Linked DNA regions of Mus musculus: all the other regions are linked to region 5. A link is a contact called in public HiChIP or PLAC-seq and promoter capture Hi-C data. All regions are on one chromosome and are shown on one strand. The core of a region is the stretch at or near the end of the contact, and the rest is flanking DNA. Distances in the headings are between cores, read along the strand shown. Region 1 holds the start of Caprin2 (caprin family member 2). Region 2 overlaps Dennd5b (DENN/MADD domain containing 5B). Region 3 holds the start of 3010003L21Rik (RIKEN cDNA 3010003L21 gene). Region 4 overlaps Sinhcaf (SIN3-HDAC complex associated factor). Region 5 overlaps Tmtc1 (transmembrane and tetratricopeptide repeat containing 1).

The links. Promoter capture Hi-C pulls out the DNA fragments that hold promoters and counts their contacts. HiChIP or PLAC-seq counts read pairs in DNA pulled down with a chosen protein or histone mark.
Region 1: a promoter capture Hi-C map of embryonic stem cells shows a contact between it and region 5, with 4 times the contacts expected there. The contact joins the promoter of Caprin2 here to the enhancer-like site in region 5. A contact is called at or near these places in 9 of 39 promoter capture datasets (the 3T3-L1 cell line, the C10 cell line, Sertoli cells and 6 more), 1 of 484 Hi-C or Micro-C datasets (embryonic stem cells), 8 of 115 datasets of contacts at active chromatin or transcription factors (astrocytes, embryonic stem cells and stem cell-derived neural progenitor cells) and 3 of 9 other capture datasets (adipose tissue, embryonic stem cells and pancreatic islet).
Region 2: a contact with region 5 is called in an H3K4me3 HiChIP or PLAC-seq map of embryonic stem cells, with 10 times the contacts expected there. The contact joins two enhancer-like sites. A contact is called at or near these places in 1 of 39 promoter capture datasets (cranial neural crest), 1 of 484 Hi-C or Micro-C datasets (embryonic stem cells), 8 of 115 datasets of contacts at active chromatin or transcription factors (embryonic stem cells, stem cell-derived epiblast-like cells and stem cell-derived neural progenitor cells) and 1 of 9 other capture datasets (embryonic stem cells).
Region 3: an H3K27ac HiChIP or PLAC-seq map of embryonic stem cells shows a contact between it and region 5, with 5 times the contacts expected there. The contact joins the promoter of 3010003L21Rik here to the enhancer-like site in region 5. A contact is called at or near these places in 2 of 39 promoter capture datasets (cranial neural crest and pre-B cells), 1 of 484 Hi-C or Micro-C datasets (embryonic stem cells), 11 of 115 datasets of contacts at active chromatin or transcription factors (embryonic stem cells, fetal liver, large pre-B cells and 3 more) and 1 of 9 other capture datasets (embryonic stem cells).
Region 4: a contact with region 5 is called in an H3K27ac HiChIP or PLAC-seq map of embryonic stem cells, with 5 times the contacts expected there. The contact joins two enhancer-like sites. A contact is called at or near these places in 2 of 39 promoter capture datasets (cranial neural crest and pre-B cells), 2 of 484 Hi-C or Micro-C datasets (both in embryonic stem cells), 11 of 115 datasets of contacts at active chromatin or transcription factors (embryonic stem cells, pancreatic cancer cells and stem cell-derived neural progenitor cells) and 1 of 9 other capture datasets (embryonic stem cells).

Annotation. Positions count from the first base shown.
Region 1 is chr6:148,894,672-148,900,356 of GRCm38.p6, reverse strand. It overlaps Caprin2 (caprin family member 2), which reads left to right and starts at 4,120. Exons shown (of 19, transcript NM_181541.4): 1 at 4,120-4,339; 2 at 5,201-5,420. The coding sequence starts at 5,244.
Region 2 is chr6:148,990,118-148,995,655 of GRCm38.p6, reverse strand. Dennd5b (DENN/MADD domain containing 5B) reads left to right here. Exons shown (of 21, transcript NM_177192.3): 21 at 1,767-5,538. The coding sequence ends at 1,950. Among named protein-coding and RNA genes, the nearest start is that of Gm25539, 26 kb to the right of the region's middle. Within about 2 kb of position 2,720, at least 58 of the 459 cell types and tissues checked have an H3K27ac peak or open chromatin away from gene starts, as enhancers often do. A contact at or near this core is called in embryonic stem cells, where this site is marked.
Region 3 is chr6:148,941,339-148,946,874 of GRCm38.p6, reverse strand. 3010003L21Rik (RIKEN cDNA 3010003L21 gene) reads right to left here and starts at 2,018. Exons shown (of 2, transcript NR_144294.1): 1 at 455-2,018. It overlaps Sinhcaf (SIN3-HDAC complex associated factor), which reads left to right and starts at 405. Exons shown (of 6, transcript NM_019643.4): 1 at 405-583. RefSeq lists a cis regulatory region at 221-227 and an enhancer at 208-242.
Region 4 is chr6:148,915,749-148,921,595 of GRCm38.p6, reverse strand. Sinhcaf (SIN3-HDAC complex associated factor) reads left to right here. Exons shown (of 6, transcript NM_019643.4): 6 at 1-539. Among named protein-coding and RNA genes, the nearest start is that of Caprin2, 22 kb to the right of the region's middle. Within about 2 kb of position 2,550, at least 6 of the 459 cell types and tissues checked have an H3K27ac peak or open chromatin away from gene starts, as enhancers often do. A contact at or near this core is called in embryonic stem cells, where this site is marked.
Region 5 is chr6:148,355,921-148,361,788 of GRCm38.p6, reverse strand. All of the region lies in intron 5 of Tmtc1 (transmembrane and tetratricopeptide repeat containing 1), which reads left to right. Among named protein-coding and RNA genes, the nearest start is that of Tmtc1, 85 kb to the left of the region's middle. Within about 2 kb of position 2,803, at least 29 of the 459 cell types and tissues checked have an H3K27ac peak or open chromatin away from gene starts, as enhancers often do. A contact at or near this core is called in embryonic stem cells and pancreatic islet, where this site is marked.

The DNA.
Region 1 (5,685 bases), core at 2,871-5,370, 540 kb before region 5:
AAGGGACCAAACAAAGAAAGGGTGTTGAATAAGAACAAAATTTACAGGGAATGGTGGCACATGCCTGTAATCCGAGAATCTCAGGAGACAGAGGCAGAGTTTGAGGCCATCCTGGTCTACATAGGGAGTTTCAGGATAGCTAGAACTATGTAAAGAGACCCTGTCTCAAAAAACCAAAAAAAAAAAAAAAAAAAGCCACCAAAAAAAATCCATCAAATTAAAAAAAAATCCCCAAATGAACAAAACAAAAAACCCCGAATTTCAGTGATATATATGTGTAGAAATGCCATAATGAAACATTACTTTTTATAATAACTAGACAAGCATCTAATTATGAGTATATGTGTGGTTATGGCAACAATTTCTTTCTATCTGTCTTAGTTACTGTTCTATTGCTGTGCAGAGACACCATGAACAAGGCAACTTATTAAAAAAATCATTTAATTGGGCAGTGGTGACATAGGCCTTTAATCCCAGCACTGGGGAGGCAGAGGCAGAGGCAGAGGCAGAGGCAGGTAAGTTTGAGGCCAGCGTGGTCTATAGCACAAGTTCTAGGACAGCCAGGAGTGTTACCCAGAGAAATCCTGTCTCAATAAACAAAACAAAACAAAACAAAACAAAACAAAACAAAACAAAACAATTCACTTTAGCATCAGTGTTGGAGACACTGACTGCTCATGCAGAGGACCTAAGTTTGATTCCTAACACCTACATGGCACTTCATAACTGTCTGTATGTTCAGATTCCAGGGAATCTGAAGCCCTCTTCTATCCAGCCTTTGAGGGTACCACCCACATAAAACACTTGCACACATTAAAAAACAAACAAACAAACAAACAAACAAACAAACAAACACTTTAGTTTTTTATACCTGTAGGTTCTTTTTTGTTTTGTTTTGTTTTTGTTTTTGAGCTAGGGTCACACAATGTAGACTAGGCTGGCTTTGAACTAACTCATAGATATCCTGCTGCTTCTGCCTCCCAAGTGCTGGGATTCAAGGCATGTGAAGCAATACCCAGCCTTACTTGCAACTTTTATGAATCCCTGCTCAATTCCATATGGGCTGGTGCTGGGTTGTCTCAGTGACTGACATTTATAGGGGTGGACCTAGCACTGCAGGTGTCCAACAAGTGTTTATTGAATGCATTGAATATGTTCTTTCCTCATTGATTAAAAGTGACATTTTTTACTCATCTGGAATATAATAATTTCATGGTAAACTCTGAGTTTACTTCCCAATTGATGAGACAAAAAAAAAAATTATGAAAAAATAAGGAACTGAGGAAGGGAAAATGAAACATCAGCCTAAAGATTCTAGGGGTATATCTTCCCCCCCCCAAAGGATTTATTTATTATTCCTATCATTGTTTTGTTTTGTTTTGCAACAGGGTCTCACTATGAAATCTTGGCTGATCTGGGGCTCTTTATATAGACCAGACTAGCTTGAACTCACAGTGATCTGCCTCTATTTCCTAGAGTACTGGGGTTATAAGCTGCCCCACTACACCTGGCAAAAGTTTTTTTTTTTTTTTTTAAATTTTATGTGTATGAGGTTATCTTTTTGCCAGCATATGTGTCTCTGAACAATATGCATGCCTAGTGCCCACAGAAGGCAGAAGACAGAATTACAGACAGACAGTTGTGAGCCCTCTTGTAATGCTGAGAATTGAACTCAGGTCATCTGGAAGAGCTGCCCTTAACCACTGAGCTTCCTCTCTGGCCCCTATCTCTGAATACTTTCAAAATCTTTTTTTTTTTTTTTTAAGATTTACTTGTTTATCTTATGTATATGAGTGCACCATTGTTCTCTTCAGACAAAAGAGGGCATAAGATCCCACTACAGATGGTTGTGAACCACCATGTGGTAGCTGAGAATTGAACTCAGGATCTCTGGAAGAGCAGTCAGTGCTCTTAACCGATGAGCCATCTCTCCAGCCCTATTTTAAAATTCATATTTACAATTCTGTTGTGCTGACGATGGAATCCTAGGCCTCATACATGCTAGGCAGGCAATCTACCACTGTACCCCACCCTCACTCCCGTGAGCCCCTCTCTTCTGTTTGTTGTTTTGTACCTAAGTGGTACAAGCTGGTCTAGATCTCGTGATCCTCCTGCCTCGGCTGCTGAAGAGCTGGCATGAAAAGTTGAGAGTTTTTCCCAATTCATTCTCCTTTTTTGTGTGTGTATGTCATTCTCCTTTTTTAATTTTCAGAAAACACTGCTGCAACATTATTGTGGGGGTATTCTCTTACTAGTGTTATTACAAGCTTATACAAACTATACCCTTATTGCAACTGAAATTTAATTATTTGTGCTTTTGTATTTTCTCTTGATTCAGCCTATGTCCCATGTTATTAAATAAATTAACAGATTTATTAGCAATTCTCCCATTGAGTAGTTAGGATTATATCTCAATCTAATGGCCCAAATGATAGTTATGGTAAATCTGGAGATTCAGGCTATCCTCAGACTTATAATCTTCCTGCCTCGGCCTCTTGAGTGCTGGGAGTTGTGTGCCTGTAAAGGTATGTGCCACAACCCCTGGTTGGAAATATTATTTTTGGGTTCATTATTAGCATAGGCCAACAAAGGCATATGCAAATATAAATGTGTCAGTTCAGTTATCTGAAGGTGTGCTCATCACAGGCTTCATGGCCACTCTGTGTGGCAAAAGGTAAGTCTATTGGTCAGTTCAGCAGCCTGTTCTTTCTCTAGTTATAAATGAGGAAAACAGACAACATAGTGTTTGTCTAATATTCAAGTTGCAGGTATAGTTCAGAGATTCAAAGCTAAAATACAACATTAAAGAACATAATAGGACAGGGAGGAGAGATGACTCAGTGGTTAAGAGCACTGGCTGCTCTTCCACAGGCCCTCCCTGGGCTCAATTCCCTGCACCCACGTGGTGGTTCACAACTGTTTATAACTCCAGTTCCAGGGTATCCAACACCCTTTTCTGACCTACAGCAGGAACCAGGCAACCATGTACATAAACATACATGCAGGTAAACATGTAATAGGTAACAAGAAGTGCCAAAGCCAAGGTGATTTTTGGGTGGTCTTGTCCAGACTTTCCATTTATTTACTTGATTATGCTTTTGACTGCCCTGTTCTAAATAATTACCCTTGCCTCAAGGATAGGACTTAAAACCAATTCTATTTGGTAAAATACTTGGGCACAAGTTTTAATTTATTAACTTTATTATTTTATTTAGTTTATGAGGTAGTGTTTTTTGTTTAGGTCTGTTCCTGCCTCCCTGGTATTAGGGAGTAATCTACCCCTAAAACCTCATTTGATACAGGAACTACCACCAGTCCTTCAGAAGCTGACATTCTTCCTGTTTTCTGTTAACTTTATGCAACCCAACAAATAACTTTTTTTTGTTGTTGTTTTTTTTTTCTTTTTTTCGAGACAGGGTTTCTCTGTGTAGCCCTGGCTGTCCTGGAACTCACGCTGTAGACCAGGCTGGCCTCGAACTCAGAAATCTGCCTGCCTCTGCCTCCCGAGTGCTGGGATTAAAGGCGTGCGCCACCACTGCCCGGCCCAACAAATAATTTTAACAACTCTTTTAGTGCCAATGAAATGAATTGCTTCATAGCGACACATAGCCTTGGCGCATACCCTCCTACTACAAAGGCTGCAGTCATCTACTCTGCTGCTCTTACAGGCTGAGTCCTCTGACTCATTCTACAATGAAAAATCATCTGTGGGGCAAGGGTGCTCTTGTATTTTAGAAGTGCCCATTTAAACCATTAGAGCCTGAAGGCTGGCTTATCTGGTCATTCTGCGCAGGACTTGCTGCCTCTTTTCCAAGAATTGAAATCATCTGCACCAGTGCTGGCTGAAACAAGCGGGCCCATCCATGCTACCAGGTGCAGTATCTCACACCAGCCTCAGGCGCAACAGAGAAGCGCAGGGAAGGTACGCGCCAAGCGCAGGCTTGCAGAGAGGGGCACCGGAAAGGACCTGTCCCTCGCAGGTCCCGGGTACCGGAAAAGGGCGGACTGTGGTGGTCTAGCGCACGAGAGGGGAGTGGGAGGGGACACCGGAAGGCGAAGCCTCCGAGGGGAGCTCGCGTGCTAGAGGGCGGGGCAGAGGACCGGAAATAGGCGGGATTTGGGCGTGGTCGCGCCGTGCGCGGCCTACATAAGTTGCGCGCGCCTTGAGGGGGACAGCTTGGGCGCGAGCAGCGGAGTTGGCTGGGTGCACTGTCGGCGGTGGCCGCAGGCTAAGCTGAGGCGGGAGGAAGGGACGCGGGGGGAGAAGGGAGTGCGGGGTGGAGTTCGCCCACTTTGCAGCGCGCAGGACTCCCGCGCGCTTTCGGAGGCAGCCGGGGAGGTGAAGCAGGACGGCGGCGGGGTGGGTGGGTCTGCGCGGCCGCGGCGGGGTGGAGAAGCGTGGTGCCCCAGCATTCTGGGGTCGGGCTTCTCAGCGGCTTTGCAGAGCGCTCTGCGTCTGGTGGGCTGCGTGGGCCCTTAGACTGTGACCCTGACTGGGGCTCCTCTACTCGGGCCCTTGGGGCACTTGAACGAGCAATGGTGTCCAGGGGCTGTCTAGCTCTGGTCTTGCTCCTTACGGGCAGGATTTCTGAATAGAGTTGAAGTGTCCGACTCCTTGGTTTCCCGGTTCCTTGGTGCGGGTAGCGGAAGGCTTGCCAGTATAGGAGTGAGTGATTGTGAGTTACTGTAAACACAACTGGAAGCCACCTCGGCGTACAGTTTGTGAGACTTGGCAGCAGTGTCCAGGGGGATGCACTTGGTTAGGTCCTGGACAGTCAAAGAGTGTTGTCATTTAGTACAAGAAACTTGGTTCACGTAGACTTTGAGATAGCTTGAAGTTGTGGCTGCAACCCTCACCCTCCGCCCCCGACCATAGAAATTATTCAGAATGAGATCAGAAGCCTTCCGCTTGCTTAGCAGTTCTCCATGTGGGGAATAGAACTTCTGGAAACATTCCTATAGTGTAAATTTTGCCTACGTATAGACTGTCTTTATTGGCTATTGCTTGTGTCAATTAACCTTAGTAGGGGAGTGGAAGTACGCTGTCTGAATCAACGTTATGTTTTGACTTCATTTCATTTTAAAGAAGCTCCTCGTTGTGCACCTTTAGTTTACATTGGTACTTAACTCCTCCTGCCCCCATCCTTTAGCCTCATCTGTTTCAGTGGTGCAACTCTCTCCATCCCTTTTCGGTTACCAGTCACCTTCAGGCCGGCCATTCAGAGGAGGGAAAAGTGGGAAGTATGAAGTCAGCCAAGTCCCAAGTGAACCAGGATCAGCAAGGGGAAAACCAGCGGGCTCTGAGCCCCCTGCAGTCTACTCTCAGTTCTGCTGCATCTCCTTCCCAGGCATATGAAACCTATATTGATAATGGACTTATATGCCTTAAACACAAAATTAGGAACATCGAGAAGAAGAAGGTAACCTTTCTACCCCTCCCATCCCTGAGTGTGCATTACCATAAGCCAGGTTAAGGATTCGACATTCTTTATATCAGAGAACATAGATCTTCTTGCAAGTTTAATCGACCTTGAGACTTAGTTGCCTGGGAACAATTAAGCATCCAGGCTAAATGTTTGCTCTGTTTGCCGACACAGCTGAATAACTATTCTTCACACATTGCTTTTGAAATATTTGAAGAGTTGGCTATTATAGGTCTGATGCATTTCTTGAGTTATATTATTG
Region 2 (5,538 bases), core at 1,471-3,970, 630 kb before region 5:
ATCTTAAAAAAAAAAGAAAAAAAGAAAAAGCAAAAAGAATCTATGTGGGAACCAGGGTTCAAATTCAAGTCATCAGACTTGACAGCAAGCACCTTTACCCAACTGACCCATCTTGCCAGCCTTCGTTTGCTTTGTTTTGTTTTTAAGTTAAGAAACTTGGAATGTAAATCAGTGGTAGAGTACTTGCCCAGAGTGCAAAAGACCATGAGGTTCTACCCCTAGCACCACCAAAAATATTTATTATAATAATAGTAATATAAAAAAATTAAAGGAAATAAACTGCTATTTAACTTTGAAGTCATGAATGTCTGCCTTTAACTCATTCACTCACCACCCTCATTACTCTGGGCAAACTTGAAGCCAGAATGAGCTAAATAAGGAGACCTGATTTCAAAAACCAAAAAAACCTAAACAAACTGAAGAGGCAGAGGGATGAATTGCTCAACAGAAAATGCTTGCCTAGCCAGCACTTAATCAGGAGGAGTTGATGGGTACTGAGTTCACTAGCCAAGTAGTTAACTGAATGAAAAAAGAAAAAGAAAAAGAAAAAGAAAAAGAAATAAGAGGAGGCGGACATCACTCTCCTAAAGTATGGAGATGATTCTTATTGTAGAGACAAGGAAGAAAGCAGGCAGAGGGAAGGACATGGTGCAGGAGAGGAGAGAAGTGAGAAGAAGAACAGAGCAGAGACACTGACCAAGAGAGGCAGCCTGAGCCAAAAGACCTGCCTAGTCAAAATGGATGAGTTATAAGTAATCAGGCCAAGGGAAGGGAAGCCTACCCCTGGGAGGGAGAGGGTTAGGGTCGGGGCAAGGTTAGAAGTACTGGGAGGAGCCACAGGTCCTGAATGAGACATAACTTACCTAGTGGACAAAAGAGGCAACAACATGGAGAAAGGGTGGGCAAGGAGAGTTCAGGCTCTTGCATCAGGGTCTCTGAAGAGAAGAATCAGACCCTACATGATACAAGTGTGTCCTATTGTTATACCTTTCTGAGAATGAGGAAGTTTGTACGTCACAAGCCTGCAGCTAGGCTCTCTGATTCCCAGGCAGGCAGGATGGTGGAGTACCAAATACGTTGTCAGTGCTCCCTTTTACACACACTCACTGACTGTGCTAACATTAACACAGAACGAGGCTGGACTGTGCACCATCCTACCCTCCCAATTGAAAATACTAGTGTGTGTACGCTGTGTACTGTTTTTGCCTAACCTGTGGATCATACCTTGTGCCAGAACAAGCCAGGTTCAGCTACCTGTCCTGGTTAAGCCAAGTAAAAGAGCCTAATTAATAGTGAAAGCAAGAGCTGGAGAGATGGCTCAGCAGTTAAGAGCATTCACTGCTCTTAAGTTTAAAAAGCATAATGACGAGGGGCTGGTGAGATGGCTCAGTGGTTAAGAGCACTGACTGCTCTTCCAAAGGTCCTGAGTTCAGTTCCCTGCAACCATATGGTGGCTCACAACCATCTATAATGAGATCTGATTCCCTCTTCTGGTATGTCTGAAGACAGCTACAGTGTACTCATATAAATAAAATAAATCTTTAAGAAAAATAAAATGCATAGTGAGAAGCAGAAGAGAGATTTATTCCATGTGCCCATATTGGGAAGAGAGAGAGAAATATATACACCCAATCATCCTAGGGTTTTGAGGAACAGGATTGAATTGTATTGTTTCAACAGGCTGATAATTAAAGGGAAAGACACAAGGGGGAGCCAGTTACACTGTATCTGTTAGAGCTCAAGTCCTGTGTCTGTTTGGTCTGTAGGGATCACCTGCTTCCACAGTGGATTCCATTGCTAGCAGAATGTCCTGCCATCACCCGAATGTATGAAGAGAATGCACTGCTTCGAGACCACATGACTGTCAACTCCCTTATCCGAATTCTTCAGACCATTCAGGATTTCACCATAGTCTTGGAAGGATCACTAATCAAAGGAGTGGATGTGTAAAGCAGCCGGCAGAAACTCTTCATCTACCCCTGGCTCCTGAAGCTTCCGTAACTATGGGGACCTATCTGGACCGGTCTGACCATAGTGAGCACTGCCGGGGCAGTGCACTGGAAGCCCCAGTTTGAACAGTCTCCACTCTGCAGACAAGGCAAAGTGCTGTATTGTAGTTCATTTGAACCTGAAATTTAGTATAAAATAGAGTATTTTCATGTGTTAGAAGTGTGTAAATATGCTATCTTTAAGAAATTATATTACTCTAATAAGATACTTTTCTTAGATTGAATATCCCTGTGACTTAAAATAAGTAGTTTAAAAATGTTGGGGGTGGGGAAAGCGGTGCTAGTCAGGAAGAAGCCAGTAAATGTGTACATAGTGCAACCCAGGAAGGCTTCTTTTTCCCTCCAGGTCTCACAAAGGAACCAGAATGCTTTGTCCTGAAGCAGCCATCCCTCCTGGAGTCCCATCCTGTGTGTGGTGAATGTATACAGCTTTACATAGTGTACAGCAGTCCTCATTGTACCTTTTAAGTTATAAACCATTTAATACATTTGAATTATGAGTAATTTTTTTAGTTTTTGGGAACGTTTTTCATTGGCATAAGGAAAAGATAATTAAAGTATTTTAAATATCAGACCCCAGCAAGGCATAGTGGCGCACTCCCAGCACTAGGGAGGCAGGGGCAGGTGCATCTGAGTTGCAGACCAGACAGAGCTACATAGCAAGACCCTATCTCAACAGAGAGAGAGAGAGAGAGAGAGAGAGAGAGAGAGAGAGAGAGAGAGAGCGCAAATACCAGATCCCAAGAGCTTGGCTAATTGGAAAGCAAACACAAGAAGCCCTGAGAAGCATGGGACTTTAACTTCTTTACTTTTGAAAGATTAGCCTGGAGGCTTCGTTCTTGGAATTTTTATTACTGTTCTTTGATAGGGCTTTTGAGATAATGAATTTTAGTATCAATCATATAGCCATAACTGTAAGAAACAGTGTGACTTTTAACTTGGCCATCTAAACTCTTTAAGTGGAGCTAAACTACCAGCCCAGTCTTTGTTAGGTTCCAGCCACTCCCTCTGTCCGCCCCATCCCCCCTCTCAGGAAATAAAAGGAATGTGGGAGAAGGAGGAGGTCTCAGTGTGATTTGGAATGCTTTTGTGAAGGTATTTGTTGACCATGATAATGCAAATAACAGAAGCTGAGAGAAAGAATGAAGCCTTTCTGGGTGTTTCAGGGAAATGTAAAGCAATTGTCCCAGAGAAGTTAAAAGCCACTGTGGCAGACTGAGGAGTGAATTTGACTCAAGAGACAATTTAGGAACTCCTGAAACCTTTCTAGTTTGATAGCTTATTTATTTTTTTGTTAAGCAAATGTTAGCAACTACATAAATCTTTATCTTTTGGTGAGTAAGTTTCGGAACTCTAATTAGGCACCGATACCTTGTTAGTAGCAAAATTGCCTCGGCAGAGCTCCAGGTTTTATTCCCTGTTGTAGCTGAAAACCCAAGCCATGGCCTCTCAGGATCCGTGTGCAATCTCAGGGCCCTGGGCTCTTGCCAGCAGTGCTGTTTTCCTGTTTACTGGAGGAAGGGACTAATAGATCAAGTACCTCATGCCCTTTATCAGAAACTCTGAAGAAAAGGGTTGCTGAGGATACATTTACACACCCATGGAAAGAAAGGGCTTAGAACATGTCTCTAGATGACCTGTGTAACCCAGTGGTTTGTTTACTTAGAATAAGGGTGTTTATAGTAGAATGAGAGTATTCTAGAGACCAATCTACTTACTATAGGAAACATCCACAAATTAAGATACAGTCCATCCCAGGGTTTTATTGCTGTCTTTTCCCATGGGGCCATCCTGATGCTGAGCGCTTGGTGGACTTTTAAGTCAGTGTTCCACAGTTGAGTCCCAACAGCAAGTACAGCCTCTTCATTTTATAGGTGAAAATAGGACACTTCAAATCAAAGACTTTGTATTCTTGCCCTCTCCCCCTTGACAACACAAGGGTTAGAATTTATGCTTTTTACCACACCCGAGAGCATGAAACCAACCTCGGAGACATTCTTACTCAGGATCATTTCTTCTGTTGAATCTTCAGTCAACTGTACAGATAGGAAGCTATGTTTCTGTGATGCAGAATAATAAGGACTGAAGCTTGCCTTGCCGCGTTAGATTGTTTTGTTGTTGTTTGTGAAACAGGATCTCACTGTATATCCCTGGCTGGCCCTGGAACTTCATTTGTAGACCAGGCTCACCTGGAGAGATCTACCTCCTAAGTGAGGGATTCATGTGAGAGCCCTGCCTACCAAACTGTTCTTAATCTCTTAGGCATTACATCTGTGGTTAAAAAATGGGAGCAGAGTTGCATTCCAGCTTAAGTTTAAAACTGTTACTTAAAGTAGTACCAAAAAAACAAAAAATTACCTATAAAGTTTTTTGTTCCACATGATGTCCTTTGGATGAGCTAATGGCTAGCCTTATGCCTTGCTCAGACAGCTGGGCCTCGTGGGAGCTGCTTAACTGACCCATAGCCCATTCCTTTGAATTTCCCACTGGCGATAGATCTTAGCCGTACAGGATAAATTTAATATGTAGAAACACTGTAAAGACCTTAGGGTGTGATAAAAAAGAAAAATGTTTCCACTGAATTTGGGGTTACCCATTGCAAATGATAAAGAAGTAAGGCTTCTTATGTGACCTATAACAAACTGAATCAATATGGGAAATGCATCACAATGGTAACATTGCTCAAAACAGATGCATATAATCGTACAAGCTGACTTCTGTAAGGACCATACAACAGGCATCCTTCGTGCTGTGCTATTTAAAAACAAACAGACAAAAAACTTAGTACAAAGCTTTAGAATCACCGCATAGAAAATGAAAATCAAAACTTTATTTGCGTGTGTGCAAATAAATTTAAAGCAAATACCTGGGACCAAGATTAATATCCTACGTAGTAACTAAAGTTAAATTGGCAAGGAGAGGTAGCTAAGCAGTTAAGAGCACTGGCTGCTCTTGCAGAAGACCCAGGTTCATTGCCAGCACCCACATGGTACCTCACACCCACCTATTACTACAGTTCCAGAGGATCGGATGAACTCTTCTAACCACCTTGGGCACCCAGCATAGTGAACATACATTCGTGTAGGCAAAACTCTCATGAAATAAAACAAATCTTTTTTTAAATATCTTATTAAATGTGCAGTGGCTGGGGATGTAGCTCAGTGGTAGAATGCCTGTGTAGTAAATACAAAACCTTGGGTTCTGTCCTCAGCACAAATAAAATTGCCAAATTTTTAACTTCTTCAAAAGCTTGTTCTCCAAGTCTTTGTTTTGAGTAATAAAATCTCTAATCTTAACCTTCATGTCACATTTCTGGTGGCCTTACAGTGGCTTGCATATTATATGTGAAAAGCTCTCAATGCTTTAAGAAGGAAGTACTTTGGGCTGGTGAGATGGCTCAGTGGGTAAGAGCACCCGACTGCTCTTCCAAAGGTCCAAAGTTCAAATCCCAGCAACCACATGGTGGCTCACAACCATCCGTAACGAGATCTGACTCCCTCTTCTGGAATGTCTGAAGACAGCTACAATG
Region 3 (5,536 bases), core at 769-3,268, 590 kb before region 5:
AACTGAGTGGTTCCACGACAACTTTCTCTGCCACCTCAAGCCAGAAACTGGGCATAGGTGCGCGAATGCTGCAAAAGCAGCTTCCAGAACTTTCCAAGCTCAGTAGCTTCCTAAGGGGTGCCATTCGGTGAGGACAACGCTCACCTTTACACCTTTCGCGTCCTGCCACGCCCCCGCGTCGCCTCCTTTTCCCCCGGGGGCTGGGGAGGGCGTTTGTTTACGTGACGTTGCGGAGTAGGCAGGACCCGCCCCCGTCCCCGCGGGCCGCCGCGTTTCCCGCGCCTCGCCGCTTCTCCCCTTAAAAGGACAATAGAGGCCGCGGGAACGCGCGCGGACGCCCTGCCCTCTCCCCGCCCAGCCCGCGGCGCGCACGCGCCCGTATGCAAATCAGCTCGATTCAAGAGAATTTGGTCCCGGGAGCCGCGCCTGCGCAGAGGGAAAGCGGAATCTATACCTCCGTTCGCGGTAGCAACTGAAGAACTGCTGGAGACAATCTTTCTGGACTCGGCGCTGGCGGAGGGAGTGCTTGCAGGAGGTTGGCCTGGTGCAGTTTGCACCGTGGGGACGCTGCTGCGCGTGGAAGGTGAGTGATTCTAGTCCGGACATCGGTGCAAAACTGTCTCCGAGGTTTTGTTTTCTGTGATTTTTTTTTTTTCTTTCCTCCCTTTACCTCCCCCGCCTCCTCCGTCCTTCCCATACACAAACACACAGGAAGTTTTGTCTTGGAGATGGCATTGCGGGGAGCGCTGCCCTCGTGCTCTCCGGACTCCAGATTCTTTTGTACAGAGGCGTTGGAGATGCGCTTCTTAATTGAGGAGGATATTTGAGGTAAACCGAAAGTCAGGGTGTGGGGAAAGTGAGTGCAGCGTGGAAACGAACGAGCTGCGGCGGACTTGCATCCACGCTGAAAGTGACAATGACTTTTCTAGGTCGTAGTGTTTCCTGCAGACCCGGAGAGCAGGGTCGGGGTCGCAGATCCCGTGTGGGCTCTGCTCTGGCCAGGGGCTTGGGCTCCGCGTGCACCCGCGTGTTGCGCTACCCCGGCGCTCGCGACGGTGTTTGCACGCGGGTGAACAACAAAGCCGGAGCTCGGAAACTAACTTGCCAGTTCCTGGAGCCGGCGGCCACACAGGCTGAAGGCAGCTGGTGAGGGCCAGCGCCGGGATGGCGCGACGCACGCGGCGTGGCGTTGTTGGAGAAGTCCGCAGGGACGCGGCTGCGACAATGAGCGCGCAGCACGCGGTCTTTGCACTCGGCCGGTGCCGAGTGGTCTCTGCAGCCCAAAGTTCGCTGTCCGTCTGGTCACCTGTAGCGTGGGTGCGGGCGACACGGGAGGGGTGGCCGTGGCCCGCGGCACCAAACAGTGCGGATGAAGGCGGCGGCGCGGTCCGCTGCTTGAGGCACCCAACTCTTTTTTTTTTTTTTTTTTTCCCTTTTTGTTGTGTGTGCTTCACCTGACAAGCCACGTGCTTAGGGCCGCGACCGTGCTACATCTCAGTGTCCAGCTCGGAGTGAGCCGCGGGCTGCGGTCGCCGTCGGGGCTGTCGGGAGCAGGACAATGTGATTTCCTGGTGATGGCGTCTTGCCAGTTTCCAAAGCACAGCGAAAGTCGCCAACTCGCAGCATATGCACGGCGGCGGGGACCTCTGGGCGTTTCTCATCCGGGACTCCGCAAAAGTTTGGCCCCAGGGACCAGTGGCTCAGGATACCCGAGCTCGCGTGGGTCCCCGGGCGCGGGTCCGGGTCGCCCCGACGTCGCCGATGCCGCCGGACAACAAAGGGCCGCGTGTGCCCGAGCGGCGCGGGCCGGGCGGGGCGCGGGGCGGCTTTTGTCCCTTAGGTCCTCTCGGAAACTTCAGCGGCGGCTCAGCGAGGCTGTGTCCGTGGGGGCGCCTCGGCCTGCGGGTCACCCATGCGGAGCGACGGAGCGCTGCTCGGCGGGACGCACGCGTGGCCGGGGCTCCGAGGCACGGGAGGCCGCGTCTGGGAGGTCCGTGCATCCGCCTTTGAAGTGGAACTGTTGCCATGTTTGAATTACGTCAGGCCGAGCGTGCGGAGCGGCCCGGGAGCAGAGGCGCGGCCTTCGGGCGGCGCCGGCGGGGCGCGGGCCGTTGTTCCAGCGCAGGTGAGGGCGGCGGATGGCGCGTGGTGCCCGGGGACCCCGGAGCGCTGGGCTCCCTCCAGGAGTGGAGCTCCGCGCCCTACCCAGGACCTCCGACTACACGCGGGGAAGTTTCGGGGCGCCGGCTCTTGCCCCTCTTGGAAGTGGAGACTGAGGAACTGGGGGTGCGTGCAGCCTTTGTGTGTTTACACGTGGGGCGACCGGCGAGGCGCAGGGCAGGTTGGGTTGGGCGGCTTTTAAGACGGAGCAGTTCTGGTAACCAGCACCCCAGTCCGCCTCTTGTTATTTTTCTTCTCACCTTTCCTTATTGCAGGTGAAGAATGACTACGAGCCAGACGTGCACCGTGTCCCCCCTCCCCCTCCATGTTAGGAGTTCGTTTCAAGTAGGCTCTTGGTCTTCTCTTAATGCTTTCTAAAGAAGGATCCGGCAACTTTTTTAGTGAGAGGTGGACGTAAAACTTGTTTCTAGCAGTGTCCGGAAAACATCTGCTTTTGAACTGAAGTTTGTCAGACTTGAAAATCATTTTAATGGTTTTTGTGCTGCAAAACTGAACGCGAAAGTCTGGGGTTCGTTTTTTGAGTCCCCGCAAAGCATAAATGCATTTAAAGTATTCTGAGGATGTTTTGTGTTTTGACCTTAAAGTATGCAGGACTCAGATAAATCTTAGATAACCTTGAGAACTGCTGCATCTGGGGAGTAGGGCCTTTCCGAGATAAAGGATGCTGGGAGAAGTTGCCAGTGTAGGGAGCCCTTGCTAGTTTCACAATTCCTGGGAACTGGGACTGACCTTCTACTTACCCTCTTACACTTTTTTCAAGCTAACTTTTTGGTATGTGGCTCCAGGCATAGCTCAAAAATTATGCTCGTTTGACACATGGATGCTTCTTTGGTATTTGGGGTTTGCTTGCAGTCTAGACATCCAGCCCAGCAACACCATATCTGTTGCGACTTTCACAATTAATCCTGTGTTTCAGTTAGCTTGTTTTCATCTAGATGTGGCCTTGACTGGGAAATAATAATTTTTGAAGTGAATAGAGAGTGTGTCAAGAAAATTAAAAACCTTGGATATTACAACCTTGGCTTTCCTTTGGGTGACTCCAGGGACATGTGAAAATAACATGAGGTACTTTGCAAACATTGTTTTGTTTTTAAGTAGACTACTTACTGCAAGACTTCAGCTTCCTAGGAAAGTCTATACACACATGTAGAACTAAATGATTCTGTTATTATCAAATGATGTTTCTAAGAGAGATTTGAATGAGTTAAGAGAGAAAGAAAAGCAAGGTCTTCACTGCCTTCTTTTATTTTTGTGGGTGGCTGGAGATTTTAAAGAACATCTGTGTGTGTGTATCTTCATATATGAGGCCAGGTGACTATTGGGGATAGTCACCTCAACCACATGAATTTAGGGATCAAATTCAGGTAGGTGGTCAGGCTTCATTGGCTGAGTCATCTTGCCAGCCCTGTTTTAAATGCCCACCCTCAAAACTTGCTATGCTTGTTTTGAACCCCATGATATAGCACCTGTTAGATAAGTGTTGTACCACTGAGCTGCCTCCACAGGTATAAAATGCCACCCCCCTCCCCAAGACAGGGGTTCCATTGTAGCCTTGGTTGTCCTACAAATCACTTTTTAGACCAGACTGGTCTTGAATTTGGAGATCCACCTGCCTCTGCCTCTGCCTTCCAAATGCTTGGGATTAAAGGCCCATGCCACTGCCAGCCAACTAAAATAAACTTTTAAATGGGAAAATATTTTTCTCTTGTTTTGATCTCTCTTTCTCTCTCTGAAGATTAATTAATGTGTGTTGGCATTTTGCCTTTATGTATGTCTGTGTGAGGGTGCCAGATCCCCTGGAACTGGAATTGTGAGCTGCCATGTGGGTGCTGGGAATAGAACCAGGGTCCTGAAGAACAGCTATCAATCTTAACTGCTGAGCCATTCCTCCAGCCTCAATGGGAAAAAATCTGAAGCCAACTTCTTAAGGCTGCTTTGAGGACAATTAATTTCCTATGCCAAGCTTTAGAAATATGTCCTTTGGGGTTGCTTGCTGCTCTTCCTAAAATCTTGATAATGGGATCCCAGCACTCATGCCAGGTGTTCCATAACCACCTGTAAGCTGCAGAAGACCAAACGCCCTCTCCTGGCCTCTTTGGGCACTCTGACACTTGTGCACACACCTACATTGACATACATACAGGTAATTAAAAATAAAAGAAGAGCCGAGCATGGTGGTGCACGCCTTTAATCCCAGCAGAGGCAGGTGGATTTCTGAGTTCGAGGCCAGCCTGGTCTACAAAGTGAGTTTCAGGACAGCCAGGGCTACACAGAGAAACCCTGTCTTGAAAAAACCAAAAAAATAAATAAATAAATAAATAAATAAATAAATAAATAAAAATAAAAGAAATCTTTTTAAGGTTTGAACTATTTCCTAAGTACCTAAAAACAATTCTTTAAAAGAAATCATTTTCCCTTTCTCCGGAGATGATAAGACAAGACTGACTGACTGGGAAGAACGGTAACACAATTCTCAAGCCATACTTAATTGTTCAGAATGCTTAGTGTGACACCTGTAAAAGGGGCCTGCAAGCAAGTGGGATGGGTCTCTGAGTTTGAGTCAGCCAGGGTTTCACAGAGGGACCCCATCTCAAAAGAAAGAATGCCTCCGGTGGGAAGCTGCAATTCTTTTGATTCACTTTGATAATGGTAGTAATACCTAATTTCACAGGGTTGAAAACGACTGAAATGTGAAAGTAAGTGGCTGCTGTCCTCAGGGTTGGGAAGTGGACATCTTACAGAAGATAACACTGAGACGAGGGTCAGTTGCTTTGCCCAGAGAAACAGTGAATGCTGAATGAAAAGAGTGAGTGAGTGTGTTGTGGCCCCTTCCCCCACCATCAGAAACCAGTTCTGGGAAGACACTGCCCTCAACTTCTGTTTGTCATTCCAGATCTGATTCAACCATTTTACACCAAAAAGTCCGGTGAAGACCTAGTAAATGTCACTGCTTTGTTCCTGGTTTCTCTGCGGTGCCACCCTGGGGTCCCTCACTTTTGAGTCCTTGCAGATTTAAGTAGGAAATTCTTGATGTCATTTGGTTCTCAAATCTGTTTTCTTTCTTTCAAATTGTTTCTGCAACTAAGAATTCTAGTATTGTAGAAGTAATCTTTTAAATCTAGTTCAAAAAGAAAGGCATTTGTTTCCAAGGCGAGAAGGCTTTCTTTCTCCACCAGGAATGCAAAGGTCACAGATAGTTAGTGGCTGTTACAGATTTATTTTGTCGTAGTACAAAAGTTGAAACCTGAGCTAAAATAACTCATTTCTAGTTGTGTATTTTGTTTCCATCTATTAAAAGTTTGATTGGGTTTGACATTTTTATCTGGTTAATGTTAATGAATGCTAGGTTGAAGTA
Region 4 (5,847 bases), core at 1,301-3,800, 560 kb before region 5:
CTGCCTTAGTATTCTGTTCCTCATGATTATTTTAGAAACTGGATTTTAAAAAGTCTTTTAGAGTTTCACAACAAGGAGAAGCCACAGTTTGTGGCATCCTATAGTTTTACATTGTGTATTTCTTCCTTTTAGGAAAAACCTACCTAGTACAAGCTACCACGTGCACAGACAGCCCAATGAGTGGGCCATTTCTCCACAACCCTGGTGTAATACAGAGTCCAGCCATTACCATTCTCCTGCGTTACTTTGACATGGGATTTTTTTTTTTTTTTGTACATTTTGGCTGCAGTATTGGTGGTAGAATATACTTTGATGGATCATCTCTACTTCTGTATTTATTTATTTATTACTAGACCTCAACCACAGCCTTCTCCCCCTCCACTCTCTGCCTGTAGGATGTACTGTATGTAGTCATGCACTTTGTATTAATATATTAGAAATCTACAGATCTGTTTTGTACTTTTTATACTGTTGGATACTTATAATCAAAACTTTACTCTAGGGTATTGAATAAATTTAGTCTTATTAGAAAAATAAAAGTTGTCTCATGACTTTGTTTTAGAGGTCTCTGGTAAGAATTTTTTCAGGACCTGGAGAGATAGCTTAGTAGTTAAGAATACTAACTGTACTTGCACAGAGGGTCCAAGATGGATTCCCAGCACCCACATGACAGCTCAAAACCATCTTTGGCTCTTGTTCCCAGGGCTCTGATACCTTTGGTACTCCTTGGGGATCAGATAGGCACAAGAGGGACAGATGAATGGAGACAAAACCACCCATTTACATAAAATGGATATAAAGTTTAAGATTTATTTATTTAATTTATCTATTTATTTAAGATTTATTTATTTTTGTATGTGGGTACACTGTCTTCAGACATACCAGAAGAGGGCACCGGATACTCATTACAGATGGTTGTGAGCCACAATGTGGTTGCTGGGAATTGAACTCGGGACCTCTGAAAGAGCAGTCAGTGCTCTTAACCGCTGAGCCATCTCTCCAGCTCCAAGCTTAATTTTTGATGAGCAGGGGTTTGGGTAGAAAAGTCTTCAGACTCTAGGATAAGTGGATATGGTAGCTACATACAAAGGACTTTGTGTAGTGGTTTTAACATGAATGGAATGTCCATGACAAGGGTTGCTTATCTGTGGGGAGAGTTAGACCGGGACTTTTGTGTGAAACAACTTTACAGAATTATGAGGAACTGAAATGAAATCAAACATGGAAGTTTTAAACAAAATTTTTGAGACAGTTATGTATCCAGGCTGGCCTCAGTAATCACTGTTGGGCAGGTAAGATGGCTTTGGCTATGTGCCTGCCAAGCCTGACAATCTGGAATTTGGTCTCTAGAACCCACAAGGTAGGAGAAAACTAGCTCCCACCATTTTCCTCAGACCTTTTCACATGTGCTGTGGCACAATCAAGATTGCTTTTTCCTTTGTCTTTAGTGTGCCTAGAGTCAGGGTGCTTTTATATACAAAATATGTTTCTCAGACTTCATATTCCAGTTTCTGTGAGCTGGGAAGCTTGTATATAGACTGTTTGCTTCTGTCCTTCCAGTGCCAGGAGTCAGAATGTCAAGGTGAGAACTGAAGCAGAGACCATAGAGGAGAGCTGCCGACTGTTTGTTTGCTTTTCATGGTTCTACAACCTGGGACTAATTCCCCAGTGAGCTGGGCCCTCCCACATCAATCATTAGTCGGGAAAACGTGCCACATATTACAGAGGCTGCCTTAGTTATTCTGTTGGTGTGAGAGACACCATGACCAAGGCACCTCTGATAAAGCATTTAGTTGAGAGCTTGCTCACAGTTTCAGAGGGTTACTTTGTTATCATGGCAGGCATGGTGCTTGCAAGTAGCTGAGGGCTTTACATTCTTACCAGAAGTCAGTGGACAGTAAAGCAACTTAGCCTGGGCTTTTGAAACCTCAAAGCGCACCATCTCCAACATGTCCTAACCCTTTCCAACAGCTGACCAACTGGAAACGAGGATTCAAATACATGAACCTATGAGGCCATTCTTATTTAAACCAACACAGAGGCATTTAGATTCTCTTCCCTGAGAAGTCTAGGTTTGTGAAATTGGCAAACCAACTAGGACAAACTGAACCAACACACTAGCATTTTGATCTATGATGCTACCACTGATTACAGAAGTAGGAAGGTGGATCTGTTCTGAAACACCCATGAGCCAAGTGATCAAACACTGATCAAAAGTCCTGTAAAGTTCAGTCTTAATTACATTTTTGTACCATGTCCAGAGAAACTTACAAAAGAAAGCATTTAATTGGGATCTTGCCTAACAGTTTCAGAAGGAAATGTCAATGACCATTGTGGGAGCTTGACAGCAGGCAGTCAGGCATGAAGCTGAATCAAGCTGAAAGCTTTCAGATTGAGACAATCATGAGAGAGACACAACCCAGAGGTAGAGAAAGCTGGGTGGGCTTTTGATTCCTCAAAGCCTAGTTCCAGTAACATACCTTCAACAAGCCCACACCTAATCCTCCCCATACTTTTACAAGCTGCAGCCCAAACATTGAAACAAATATATGAGCCTTTGAGAGCCATTCTTATCCAAATCACCACTATTCTTAAACAAACCTGCAGCTGAGTGGAAGTGTAAAGAGTTTAACTTGAATAAAGCCTGCTTTTCTGATTCCTGTTTGCTTTCTTTTTCTTCAAAACAGGGTTTCTGTATAGGCCTCAGTCCTGAAACTCATTCTGTACACCAGGCTGGCCTGGGACTCAGAGGCTCACCTTCTTCTTCCTACTGAGTGGTGGGATTAAAGGGGTGTGCCACCTCATCAGGCAATGTTTGCTTGCTTTTTATTTATTTTATGTATATGATACACTGTAGCTGTACAAATGGTTGTGAACCACTATGTGGTTCCTGGGAATTGAACTCAGGACCTCTGCTCACTCCGGGCCCACTTGCTGTGGCCCAAAGTACACTGTAGCTGTCTTCAGACACACCAGAAGAGGGCATCAGATCTCATTACAGATGGTTGTGAGCCACTGTGGTTGCTGGGATTTGAACTCGGGACCTTCGGAAGAGCAGTCAGTACTCTTAACAGCTGAGCCATCTCTCCAGCCTGCTTGCTTGCTTTTTAAATTATTTATTTATTCTTAAATTTGTGTACGTTGGTGTTCCTTCCTCTGGAAAAGGAAAGCAACCAGGGACCTTAACTCTCCAGCCCACATTTGTTTACTCTGTAAACTAGCTTGATGGTCCAGCAGCCAGTGCCTCTTTAATCCAGAAAAGTTTTCTGCTTCCTGCAAAGGCTGGTCATGGAAGATGAGTTTACCTGTTTGTGTGTGGTTCATGTGTACGCCTTTAGTGTTTGAAACAAGATCTCTTACTAAAGCTGTGGCATAACTAGAAACACCAGGGACCCCCTCCTGCCTCCACTACTGAGATTACAGCTGTGCCCCAACATGACTGGATACAAGGGATCTGAACTTTGGTCCTCGCCTTACTAGACAGCAGCACTCTTCCAGCTGATCCAGAAAACCCCAGTTTTGTTTTTAATGCCAGTTTGAAATGTATTATAAAAGATGGGGGCAGGAAGATCACAATTCTAGACCACCTGAGGTATATGAAATCCTGGGTTAAAAACAGCTTCAAAACAGCCAGAACTTAGTGCCAGCTGTCAATGTCATGCTGAAGTTCTCCAGGCACCCGTAGTCCAGTGTCCATATTGATCCAGCATCCTGATGCCTGGCAGTTTTTGTGTGATGTTTAATGAACTGGGACTGGAAAAGGAAGAGACAGCCAAGTTGGATCAAAGGTAGGAGTTTCATGGGCTCATTCATGAAAGAAAGGAGCCAGAGGGTCCTATTGGATAATTTCTCTAGCTAGCAGTGGAGTTTGGTTACTCATTGTTGGTATCATGTTCCCTGCACCATGGGCAAAGGCTACTTATTATTGTGGTATGTTGAGTCTAGGGGATCTTAGACAAATCTTTTCATTCTGTGTAGAAGGTGACTAAAATCAGAGCTGCCCTTTTGTCTCCATGTCTGGAAAGGAGGAAATTACTCTATTTTAGAATGTCTATACTTACATAGCTTACCTGCACTTAACTTCAGGCAGGGGATTTTGCAGCTGCAAGGAAAGACGGGGTTTGTGCCTGTGTTTATGTTTCAGTCTTAAATAATGGCTCAGCAGCCTCAAGTTGTTAAGCAGGTCCCTGGTAGTATTAGAAAAGGAACTGAACAGTTGTGTTGCTGTTTAAGACACAAGTGTATTCTTGGACTTGAGCTATTTAGATAAACTTACTGTTCACTATTCCATCACTCAAGGTCCCTGCTTCCTATGGGAAATGGCAAATCCCCTATAGTTCTATAGCCTCTTTGCCGGTTACTTGGGGCCTCTGAACTTTAACACCAGGTTGCAAACTCAGCTTCAATTAGAGCGAGTTTACCTGTCCTCAGACTCACAATCCTCAGTAGAGGATTGGCTATAACCCCCAAGTTCAGTAACAAAAACATTTCATAGACTGCAAGTGGGCTGAAGTACTGAGAAAACTGTCCCAGGAAACAGGCTCAATCAATTTTCTTCTGGTGCACCACCAGGTGGCGTTGGTGAAAAACATGTTAAGAATTTAGGTATACTTTTCTAAAAGACAGGATCTCAACAGGTTGGTGATTGCACATGCTTTTAATCCCAACATTTGGGAGGCAGTGCCCAGTAGATCTCCGAGTTCCAGGCCACTCTGGTCTTTAGAGCAAGTTCCAGGACAGCCAGTGCTAGGCAGAGAAACCCTATCTAAGAAGGGGGGGGGGGGGGGCGCGGAAGGACCTGTATAATTTCAGATGGGTTTATGTAGACCAGGCTGTCCTGGAACTCACAAAGATCTTCCTGCCTCTGCTCCCTGAGTGCTGGGATTAAAGGCTTGTGCTCCCATGCCCAGTAGGCATTCCCCCACCCACCCTTTAATGACAAAATGTTACTGGCTGGAGAATGACTTAATCTTGAGGACTGAGGTTTGGATCCTAGAACCCACATAATAAGGTCCACACAAACATTTAGCCTTGAGTTGACCATGCTGTCCCTGAAGGAACAGGGGGAAAGTGATAGAGATTACCCAAGGCCTTCTAGGCGTTCACACACACTCACAGATAAATATGTACAGGTAATCATTTAGAGAAAGTAAGAAAACACTTAAATTTCTTTCTTTTTTTTTTTAATTTGGTTTTTTGAGACAGGCTTTCTCTGTGTAGTCCTGTCTGTCCTGGAACTCACTCTGTAGACCAAGCTGGCCTTGAACTCAGAAATCTGCCTGCCTCTGCCTCCCAAGTGCTGGGATTAAAGGTGTGCACCACCACTGCCCGGCAACACTTAAATTTCTTAACACCCTCATTTTAGATAAACTCACTGAGTGGTCACTCTAATATTTTAGGGCAAAGATGAGTTAATCTGTTGCTTCACCCATAGTTTAGTAAGTAGCTACTTCAGCCCAAATGTAAATGTTAAAAATGGTTTCTTTTTAATTTTATTTTAGTGTGTGTGTGTTGCCTATATGCATATGTCTTGGATTCCCTGGAACTAGAATTAAAGTTGTGAGCTGCCATGTAAGTATTGAGAATAGAACCTGAGTCTCTTAAACCACTGAGCAAACTCCCCCCCAACCCCCCACCCCGGGCCCCCAGGATCTCACTTTAGCTTGCTATCTGAGTGTTGAGATTACAGCCTGAGTCACCACACTCAATTTACAATCTGTTCCTGTTTGTTTAGCCAGGATAATCCCAGAATTGAGAAGCAGAAGCAGGATGACCACACTAAACTTAGAGCCTCACCCGTGACCTCTTTCTTTTACATTTATTTTTACAATGTATGTGAATATTTTG
Region 5 (5,868 bases), core at 1,554-4,053:
CTTTGGGAATTTGCTTTTTCTAGATGCTTCACAGAAACTGAATGAGAAGGGACTTGATCTTCTGTATCAGCTTTCTTTAATGCAGTTTAGTATTTTGGAGGTTTGTACAAAGTACAATCAATACTTTTTTTTCCCAGTAAATTATACTCACCCCTGTTCAGAAACTAGACAACGGTAGTGTCATGGATAACACTGCTCTATCCATTCCAGAATAAACAGTCTTAACTTTTACTTTTTTAGAAGGATGGCCAAGTACCTAGGAGATAAAGAACTGAATTATATACTGAGGTCTTCCTCCGCCCCCAAATTCTTCCAAGCTGGCTATAGCAGTTAACATATCCCAACATATAAAGTTCACTCACTTCCATCTTCCACGGTACTCCTGTGGTCATTTATTTACTTATTTACTTATTTATTTGTTCCAGACATCCTAGTGGATGCCAAGTAGTGTCTCGCTTCCACTAATGACTGACAGAACCGACTGGGTCCTGTTAAGCAGTCCAGATAGACTTATATTGTTAGCTTACTATCACTCCTTGACTCACGTATGTGTGTGTATACTCATACATTGTTTAATTATTTTTTCCCGTAACCAAGAACAGCATATAGCATACTATAAGAGAAGGGGTGAGGTGGTAGGAAGAGTTGAGAAGAAAAGTGAAATAATGAAGGCACTGAAAGAAATGAGAATAAAGTGTATGGTGTGGGCCGGCAGGAGGAAGACACCTTACTAAAAAGAATACATGCGGTGCTTTGAAAGCCAGCTCACATTTCCACTGACACACTGGTGAGACAGTGACAGTGGTCAGTTTGGAAGCTCTGTGTCCAAAGTAATGACATCATGTGGCAGCTCACCCGCTCACCTCACAGTGCTTGCTTGGGATGGACAGTTCTTCCAACTGAGGCTAATGAGGTCTGTGTTGCAGAACCCCACTTAGCCCGCAGGCAGACTCTGGCTACACTGGGCTCATTAACACTCCCTCCAGAAGGGAAAGAGGACAATACCTGGCACCTGGGCTCCTTCCCAGGATGTGTAAGCAGCTGAGAATTCTGCATATGGAGACACGTTGATGGTATAGTTGCCCATGCTCCTGTGGCCCCGCCCATACTCCTTCTCTAAGTCAGCCCCAGACTCACTGGTTCTTCTACTTACACTTAGGATTCTTCGTTCCGCCTGTTTGGCCCTCTCTATCTGGGGTGAATAGAAATAGACTTCTATTTATAGAATAGATACAGGCCTGTGTAATCCCAGTATCTCAGGAGGCTAAGGAGGATCAAAAATTCAAGACTAGCCTGGTTGACTAGTGTGTTCAAGGCCATCCTGAACAACCTAGTAAAACCCTGTCTCAAAATACAAAGTATAAAAGAGAGCTGGGGAGAGAAGGGATTGGGGGTTGAGTACAGTGTGTGTGTGTGTGTGTGTGTGTGTGTGTGTGTGTGTACATACTTTAGACAACTGTCAAATAAGATTTTTTTTTTTTAAATGCAAAAGTAGGGCTGGAGATAAAGCTCATTGGTAGAATGGTTGCCTAGCATATCCTACCCTTAGTATCACAAAAACAATGAAGGGGAAGAAAAAGTCAGGAAGAGAAAGAGAAATGGAGGGAGGAGGAAGGAGGGAGGGAAGAAGGAGAGAGAAACAATAAGCACTGATCTTAGACCATCTTAGGCTAGAAGAGGAATGGAATTAGAGGCAGTTATGACAGCACTAAACAGGTGCTGGGAACTGATCTCCATGGGAGACCATAAATCACTACAGAACCCATTCTCCAGCCACAGTTGTTTAATCCTAGTCTCAAAGGATGGCATTTTCCCTACCTCTGGCACAGTCAGATAACATGTATATTTGAAGGAGTTTCCTATTGTAATACCAAAGACTGAACCACTGGCTTATGGCTCTCAGGATTTACAAAACTGAAAAAAAAAAGAGGGGGGATATATATGTTCTTCACCATTGGAGTTTATTAACAAGTTGACATTATATGTGAGCTATGTAGATCAAGGACTATGACTGGTTTCAGTACAGAAATCAGAGCTACACAGTAAGAGGACTCTTATCTTTGGCAGTGGTCTTGGCTATAAACTTGCTCCACTCATCCTTAGTTCCTTAATATTGTTTAGAAACTCTTATTTTGAAAATTCCATCAGTGCCAGTTTATGAGCCAAACAACAAAAGAGCCTGATCTCATTTCTTTATTGTCACACTTCATATATAAGATGCCGAAGCAATATGCCTTAGTAATTGGGCTTATAAATAAATAGAGATTCGTATCTCATACAATGCCTGGTGCTTGGCTTAGGCTATTTTGAGACTCGAATTACATGTTTTCCTCCCATCTCATCTCATAAGAAAAGCCATATGTTTAAAGCGCAGAATGTTGGCCTTGTGGCACTCACTCGGTCCTGCGAGTCCATTACATTCCCCTGAATTTACTAGCGAGTCCCCCTCCTCTTCCACTAGGTATTACAAAAATATTCTAAGAGTCTCCGCAGTGAATAGGGAGAGTTTTTTGGTTTTGTTTTATTTGTTGTTTTTTTACAATGATACTTATGCCCAAAGGGCTTGGCTTCAAATGCCACTTAGGGTTTCATGCACATCACAGACTGGATACCAATTAGGGGCAGCAGAAACAGGTGTGAGTATGATACTGGGGGTGCAGATGTGCTCAAATAAAGGGCTTAGTTAACTATGCAGTGTTCTACCCCGTAATTTATGTTCCAGACAACAGTGCAGTTGAGCCGTGAGCATTCATGCAGCTTAATCCCCCTCACAGCCCTGGATGAGAATAGCTTTAAGAGCGTGGGATCCCCGCAATCACTCAGCAATTCCGGAGGGTAATGTCCCTGCAAACATCCTGACTTGGCATTCTAAAGGCCTGGATGTTTGGGGAAACATTAAAAACAAACGCACCAGCATCTGGTCCAGAAAGTAGCAGAGTGGTCTAAGCGCTTCCTGTGAAAGAGTAAGGACAGGAGTTCAGATCCCAAATGAATGCTGGGTGTGCTTGACAGTTGCCTGTAATTTCAGCCTTGGAGGCTGAGACCCGATCCTCAGAGCAAGAGGACAGGAAAGACTGGCCAGATCAATGAGCTCTGAGTTTGATTGAGAGGTCCTGCTTCAAAGAAGAGAGTGGTTGTTTCCACACGCATGCGCACATGGTTGCTCACGCTCGGGGGGGGGGGGGGGGGGGGGGGGGGGGGCAACTAAACCTGAGACTCTCAGCATGCTGCTCTGTGTACTTTATAAAAAATTTAAAGTTAGAAAACAGCGCCGGACAGTGGCAGCACACACCTTTAATCCCAGCACACGGGAGGCAGAGACAGGAGGATTTCCGAGTTCGAGGCCAGCCTGGTCTACAGAGTGAGTTCCAGCACAGCCAGGGTTACACAGAGAAACCCTGTGTCGCCAAACGTGGTGGCAGACCATTTTCATTACAGCACTCGGGAGGCAGAGGCAGGCATGTTTTTTGTTGGCATTTTTCCCACATCTACAAAAGACCAGGACAGCCTTAACTCCTCAGAGAAGGACTTGTTTTAAAAAACCCAAAAAAAAAAAAAAAAAAAACCCAAGTAGATAATTTTTAAAAAACGTGTATATATTATGATTTGAATAGTTAACTGGTAAAAAAATAGATTTTTCAATGGTAAAAAAAAAACAAATACAGTGGTTCACTTCTTTTTCCTAGCACTGGGGAGGCAGAGGCAGGTGGATCTCTGAGACTAGCCTGGTCCAGACACTATCTCCAAACCGTTTAGAGCCCAGGGCTGCATAGTTCATGTTTGTTATTTGAGTAAAAATAAAGAATACCCTTGGGACTTAGGTTTGGGTGCTGTTTTAAACAAGAAAAACTTGATTTATTTTTCTCTAACTTAACTTAAATGAAACCTGAAGGTGTTCTAGGGCTTAAAGCCAGTTATGAGCTAGTGATGCTTGCCTAGTGTTCAGGAAGCCTTGGTTTCTTTCCTCAGCACCTCCCAAACCTGGTCTGGTGGACATAAACCTGTAATCCGAGCAGACAGGAGAATCAGTTCAAAATTATCCATGGTTATACAGGAAACTTAAGACCCTCCTGAGCTGGGGAGACAGTGTCTCAATTTTTTTTTTTTTTTTTGAGACAGGGTTTCTCTGTGTAGCGCTGGCTGTCCTGGAACTCACTCTGTAGACCAGGCTGGCCTTGAACTCAGAAATCCTCCTGCCTCTGCCTCCCAAGTGCTGGGATTAAAGGCGTGTGCCACCACTGCCCAGCTTTTTTTTTTTTTTTAAAGTTTTGTTGAACCCAGAATAGCATGTCTAAAACATCCCCTTCTGTTACAATTGAGGTAGAAAAAAATGCCATGTATTCACTACAATCATTTGTAGTGATTTTTAGAATACTGTGCTAACCAACTGTGTGTGCATGCTTCCTATGTTTTGTTCCCATTCTTGCTACAACCTGCAGTTCAAACCTACGTGGAAGCAGCCAGTATTTAAATCCAGGTCTGCCTGCCTTTTTCCATGGTGCTAGAAATTGAAACCATCTAGGTAAGGCTGGAAAGTGGATTTGCAGATAAAGACTAATGACTGAGTTTGATTCCCAGTACCCAGATAGTGGACACAGGGGACTGATTCCCAGGTTGTCCTCTGATTTCCACTTGTGAGGCTTGACACAAGCCTTCCCCTGAGTTGGAGAAACTGCTCAGTTTAAGAGCACTTGTGGTTCTTGCAGAGGATCCAGGTTCATTTCCATCTGTAGCTCCAGTTCCAAGGAATCCTCTTCTGGCATACATGTGTTGCACATACATGCTGGTAAACCAAAGCCCACTCATGTTGTGTGTGCTAGGCACTCTACCACCAAGCTGCACCTGCAGCCCTAAAACCAGACCTCATCGTCCTACACCAAAGCTCATCAGTGTATCCTGGAGCATTTACTAATGACCTTGGTTTGGGTATGTTTTAACATTAGCAAATTAGGGAACTCTCATTTAGAAAAAGGTAAATCCATCTTTCTGTAAATAAAATCCTTATCTTTCGGTCTAAAGATGGCACAGTGGTTAACACACCTCTCTTTGCAGTGGTCACAAGTTTGTTCTACTCACAGATTAGGTAGCTCACAATTGCTTATAACCCCAGCTTCTGAAGGATCTATCAACCTCTGGCCTCTGTGGGCAGCTCCATTCACATGTTCAGGTCCCCCATAAATCTTTAAAAACTTGTACTCTTGGTTGTATACAGTATTCACTAAAAGTCCTCTAAAATATAAGAAAAACAACAAAAAACCCTTACCTTCCTTTAACTGGGAGTCCACAAACATCTGAAATTCAGGTGTTTTCACTAATCAATACTAGTAAAACTGTTATGGAAGTTGTCTTTTAGCCAGCAAAAGGGCAAAACTGTTAAGATATTATTTAACTTTTCTGGCTCACTGACATTAAAATGCCAATAAATTTGCCAGGTGGTGGCAGCACACACTTATAATCCCAGCACTTGAGAGGCAGAGGCAGTATGATCTCTTGTGAGTTCAAGGCCAGCCTAGTCTGCAGAGCAAGTTCCAAGATGGGCAGGGATACACCAAGAAGCCATGTCTTGAAAAAACAAAACAAAAAATTATTTTTACTTTGCTTATAAGTTACTACTATTAAAGCAACTGAACTTTTTCATATTTAGTTCCTTTACAAGTCTTGCTTTAGTGTTTTGTTGTGTTGAATCTGCTTCTTCTAAAAGAGAAAATTATAGTTACGTTTCGTTTTAAAGAAATACCCTGGCAATGAACTACAGGTTCCTAAATTAGATGTGACATTTCAGCATTTTCTCTACTTTTCTGGGAGTTAGAACAGCAGTCCCATTTTTTATACCTCATAAAATTTGGGGTTCTCTGTTAAGATCTGGAT